Regions from separate parts of the Macaca fascicularis genome. Here region 1 is linked to region 2. A link is a contact called in public Hi-C data. All regions are on one chromosome and are shown on one strand. The core of a region is the stretch at or near the end of the contact, and the rest is flanking DNA. Distances in the headings are between cores, read along the strand shown. Region 1 holds the start of PHLPP1 (PH domain and leucine rich repeat protein phosphatase 1). Region 2 overlaps PHLPP1 (PH domain and leucine rich repeat protein phosphatase 1).

Evidence for each region. Hi-C and Micro-C count contacts between places; a contact is called where the count stands out from the background.
Region 1: a Hi-C map of skeletal muscle shows a contact between it and region 2, with 2.5 times the contacts expected there. The contact joins the promoter of PHLPP1 here to the enhancer-like site in region 2. A contact is called at or near these places in 2 of 2 Hi-C or Micro-C datasets (liver and skeletal muscle).

The regions. Positions count from the first base shown.
Region 1 is chr18:18,125,588-18,128,390 of T2T-MFA8v1.1, forward strand. It overlaps PHLPP1 (PH domain and leucine rich repeat protein phosphatase 1), which reads right to left and starts at 1,491. Exons shown (of 17, transcript XM_015439655.3): 1 at 1-1,491. The coding sequence starts at 1,270.
Region 2 is chr18:18,011,346-18,014,086 of T2T-MFA8v1.1, forward strand. The region is part of intron 1 of PHLPP1 (PH domain and leucine rich repeat protein phosphatase 1); the gene reads right to left. Among named protein-coding and RNA genes, the nearest start is that of PHLPP1, 110 kb to the right of the region's middle. Within about 2 kb of position 1,281, at least 3 of the 6 cell types and tissues checked have an H3K27ac peak or open chromatin away from gene starts, as enhancers often do.

The DNA.
Region 1 (2,803 bases), core at 241-2,740, 110 kb after region 2:
GGCTGTCAACGGCCCTCGGGGCTTTCTGCTGCGGCCGAGGCGAGGAGGCCGTCTGGGGAGGCGGGAGGGGCTGCGCGGAGCGGCCGGGACGGCGAGGTTGGCCCGGGACCGCCGTCGGGGCCGAGGCTGCGTCGGTCTCGACCTCTTCCGACGACGACGAGCCGCCGCCGCTGCTGTAGGGGTCCAGCCGGTCGGATACGCTCTCGGCGCTGGGACTCAGGCTGAAGCTCTCGGTGTCGGAGGCCACAGGCCGCGGGGCGCAGGGAGAAGAGGCAGGGCCCCCCACGAAAGGCTCGCCGGGGCTGGAGTCCGAGGGCGCGGGGCTGGCACGGCGCGACCACCCGCCCGGGACGCCGGCGGGCAGGGGTAGGTCGGCGGGGGGCGCGCGCGGAGGACCCCCGACGGCACCCGGCGCGCTCCTCGCGGGCAGCGCCTCCGAGTCCCGCGGCTCCGGGGGCGCGAGCCGGGGGCCGGCCTCGGGGGGCGGCTCAGCGGGCTCCCGGGCGGCGGCAGCTCCGGGCCCCTGGCCCAGCACCTTCACCACGCCGCCGCCTTTGTGGCCCAGCTGCAGCAGGCGGGCGGCCACCTCGCCGGCCGTGGTGTCCAGTGTACAGAGCACCGGGCGCAGGTAGGTCGAGGCCATGTGGCGGTCGAAGACGTGCACGCAACCGCGCTGGAGCTGGTGCCTCACCCAGTCCCGGTCCGACGGCTGCAGCTGCAGCGTCTGCCGGTGCTTCAGGAGCAGCGTCTTCCTGTCCAGGCTCCGGGTGCACAGCGACGCCGAGGCCGAGCAGGAGGCGGGGAGGCCGGCAGCGCCGGGGGAGTGCGAGGCAGCAGCGGCCGACGACGACGACGACGACGACGACGACGAGGCGGCCGCGGCGGCCGCGGACAGATTCCTCTTCAGCCGCCCTCTCCTCAGCAGGAGGGAGTTGGCGCCGCTGCCGGCCCCGGGCACGGGGGCAGCCCCGCCGGCAATGGGCTGGGGCGCCCCACGCCGCCTCCTGCGCCCGGCACCCCCTGCTCTGCCCGGCAGCGGCCCCGGCGGCGCCTCGCCCGGGGCCTCTTCCCGCGCCCCGCCGCCGCTGCCGTTCCCGCCGCTCGGGGCCGCCGGGGTCAGCGCGGGCTCCGGACTCCGGCCGCCCCCAGCCGCCGCCGCCAGAGCCGCCGCGGCCGCTGCTGCCGCAGCGGCGGCCGCCGGAGCCGAAGCTCGGTCCTCCCTGCCGGGCTCGGGGAGTCGCTGCGCCGTGGCCGCGGCGGCGGGCTCCATTGCAGTGGGGCTTCGCGTTTCCCCCCCAGCTCCGGAGGCAGCGGGCGGAGAGGGAGGCGATGAGGCGGAGGTGGGAGACGGCGACGGCGCGCGGAGAAGGGAGAAGCCAATGGCGTTCGGCGCGGTCGTTCCAGGGGATTATGTGGCGATTCGAAGCATTCCGTCGGTGTCTCAGTGTTCCATCCCGCGCGCCCGCCTCGCCGCCACCGCCCCCCCGACACACGCCCTCCCCGCCCCGGTCGCCGGCTCCCCAGCGCGGGCCCCGCCCGCTCCCCCCGCCTCAACCCGGCGAACCAGCCGCGGATCTGGGCTCATTGAATATTAATCACCCTCCGGGAGCGGGAAGGCGGGAGGCTGGCAGGGCGGGAGGGCCGCGTTTGCCTCATGAATATTCATCGCCGGCATGACGGCATTCCAGGGAGGAGTGGGGAGAGCCGGGGGATGGCCGGAGGCGGAGCTTCAGGGTAAACAAACGTGACGCGTACGTACGGGGGCGGGGTGGGGGGCAGTTTCCCGGGAGGTTCCTGAGCCGGCCTCGGAGAGGGCGGTGAAGACAGAGGCGCGCGGTACACCTTGGGAGTTGTGGTTCTCGTCACGGGACCGGCAATCCCGAGGGAGACATGGTGGACTACAAGTCCCAGCGGTCCTTTGGCTGTGCTCCTCCTGGCCGGCAGCAGCTGGCCATGGCCAGTGAGTATTGTGCCCTCTGCCGTTGAACTCTGTGCCAGAGTTCTTAATGAACAAGAATGCTCATGTTCATTAACTTGTATTTTACCTGCACTCCAGCTTGCCATATGACTTTTATTTTCCCTACTAATTAAAGGTGAGGACTTTCAGGGACTCTAAACAGTACGAAGGTCCCAGGTCCCGGTCCTCACCTCTGCCCATTGTGTGAGATAGAGATACACACCCGTCACACCACAGCATCACTGGCAGTCTGAGTGGGCCAACCTCACTTTTCCCCCACTTTTTCAAGACCCAGGAAGACAGGCAGTGTCTGGGAATTCTAAGTGAGGCTGTCGTTGAATGTTCTTGTTGGAAGGCACAACCCTAAACCTGTCCTCTCCCTCTCCTGTATCTGAAAAGGAAAATGGCAAAGGACTGAGGTTTCATTGTTCCCCATTGATCTTGAAGTTTGAAGTAGTTTAATGACACGGAAAGCACTGGAAAGTAGAAGAAACATTAGAATGGAGTATGAGATGGGCTTTTTCCATGTGTTCTCTCTTAACGTCTTCTCTGTTTTTTTCTTTCGTCATTCAGGGGGAAAAAAATCTTTTCTACTGCTACAATGTTTAGTCGTGGTCTGAAAAGTATTTTTCGTAAGTTGAATCAATGTTGTAAGCTGGACTAGGGCAGTTTACTATTTAAAAGAATTTAGTACACCTTTTTAATTGAATTACCATTCCCGCAATTGCTTTATAATTCGGGATTTTTTTTTTCTTTTTTATTTTTTATTTTTTATTTTTTTTTTTTTTGCCACAGAGTGGGTCTGTCTCCCAGGCTGGAGTGCAGTAGCGCAATCTGGGCTCACTG
Region 2 (2,741 bases), core at 31-2,530:
AATAAGCCACAGGTTTGAATTTCACTTCTTCTTTCTCCCAGTAGATCAAAATGTTTTATAAAATAAATACTTCACACCACAAAATTTTGCTGAGGCTGGGCCAGGATGAAGTATAACAGTGATTCAGCTACTTGAACCAGATGCCCAGCAAACAGCTACACTGTTAGAGCTCTCACTGGAAAGGTACTGTATTGTTTGTCTACCACATGTTAGTTTTCCCACAAATGAGTAGGGAGCCCAGAAGACTATTCAAAACAGATGTGAGATGTGACAAGCCAAGGGCTGCCAATGATGGATGAGACACAGTGATTCATACGTCCCATTCTGCACAAGCTCATTTATACCTAGAGAGGAAGATGCCTGGGTTTCCAATCTAAGAGCTCCTTACTATATGACAGACTCTCTTCCTGTGGGGAAGGAGAAAGAAGAAAAGACAAAGAATAATAAAAATGAAAAGCAAATGAAGGACTAAAAACAATGGACAATAGGTTACTGGGTTTCCAAAATCCAATTTCCTTGACATAATAAACGAATGCTAAAAAGGGATCTGATCTGATCTACACACACACACACACACACACACACACACACACACAAAATAAATGCAAAGAAGTAGGCATTTTATTCAGTCCATCAGAGAGTGGCTTCAAGAATACTTGTTAACCTGTAACATTTATGCAGTTCTTTGAAGAACTAGAGACTGGAAAAAAAGAGAATAGGGGTACATAAGGGCTGGCCCTTCAATTCTCCAACTCCATATATATCCTACAGAAAGCCCTAGAGCAAATCACCAGACAGACTGGACAAAGGCCAGAAGGGATCTTTAACAGAAGAGTATGGATACATCAGTAGATTCTGGCTCTTTATTCCCTAGTCAGAAAAATTCCCAAGAGTTCTGAATTGTCCTGGAGCCCAAGAGTCAGATCAGCCTGTCCTTGGAAAACCCTGAACATCCCAGTCTGAATCAAATCCCTCTGGTCTTGCTCTGAATGAATTTCAATACCCCTATTGTCTGTCCTCTCCCTGGGTGTCCCAGATCAGACACATCCTTAGGACGCGGCTGTGTACTAAGTGGGTCCTGAGGAATATGGAGATGAATGAGGTAATATATACCTAGACAATCACCCAGGTGCACCCTCCTTTTTATCAGACTTCCTTGTTCTATGACATAAGGAATTATTTTTGCTCTTCCTGCCAATATTCAAATTCCTCAACTCAAAGGAATTCCAGTTGCCCTATGCTCTAATAAACACTGACAATACCAAAGTAATTCATGTCTGCCAGTTTAAAGCTGGGTCAGTTGTAACTTTCACTTTAGAAATGTTACTCTAATTCCCTACAGGCTTAAGGCATTTTTACATGATCCAGGAGGAAAAACAGACAGCAAAAGCAAACATTTCAAGCTGAGACAGAAACACGACAACAGAGAGTGATTTGAAAACATATTCATATACTTCCTCTTTTACTTACGCACTTGGCACATGGTAGGTAAGGTGATCTATACTAGTCTATTTAAAAACCAGGCATGGCCCACTAGTTGGGCCCACTTGTAGAAAATTACAGCACAATGCTAAAGAATCAAACTAGGGTCTCTGGATTATTTTATTTTATTTTATTTATTTATTTATTTTTTTAGACAGAGTCTCACTCTGTCGCCCAGGCTGGAGTGCAGTGGCATGATCTCGGCTCACTGCAACCTCTGCCTCCCAGGTTCAATTGATTCTTCTGCCTCAGCCTCCAAGCACTTCAGACTACAAACAAATGCCACCATGCCTGGCTAATTTTTGTATTTTTAATAGAGACAGGGTTTCCCCATATTGGCCAGGCTGGTCTCAAACTCCTGACCTTGTGATCCACCCACCTCAGCCTCCCAAAGTGCTGGGATTATAGGTGTGAGCCACCGCGCCTGGACAGCCTCTGGATCTTGATTACATACTCAAGGCTCCTCTCCCACACCAAAATGACAGTTCTTATTTCACATAGTAAAATTGTTTTTTAAAGAGGGGGCAAAAAAGAGCATGAAATGTCTTATAATCCACTATGCCAGATGCTAGAGGTATCAAGAAAATGTTCTCTGCGTCAAATTGCTTAAAGCAAAATCTCTAAAAACGTAGTCCAAAAACCATATAAAGCAAAATATCTAAAAATGTAGTCCAAGGACCATATATATTAGTATCACTTAGATTTCTGTCTACTACCACAGCCCTAGATTTGAAATATTGGTAGCCAAAGCCTGAGACCTACATTTCAGTAACCACAAATAGATGGTTATATTTTGTGACCATAAATCTAAAATAATAAAATAAGTCATTCCCCAAGGTCAGCTTATTTTCTAACAAATGTATTCCTCACATTCATGAATTCAGGATTTTAATTGTCATCTCCGTAAGTAAGCTAGTTCAACCTTTTCACGTCATATAAAACTACCTTAAAAATACGATGAAAGCAATGGACCTCCAGAAAAAAAAAACAAAAAAACTTTAATATGCACAGACATCAGATTTGGCAGATAACTGTAGCAGATTTATTTGACCATACCCACGAGAATAAAGGATGGTGAAATCACTCAATAACAAGAGCCTATTCCCATTTCCTTAAATCACATTCCAAACATGAGGAAGGGGTGGGTTAAAATTAACTTCTCCTATAGCCAAATTTATTCTTACAAAATTATTTCTACTTTAATTGGCTTATTACTTTGTCTTTGATCTTTCTTATCTCTTCTTTCACATAGTTTACCT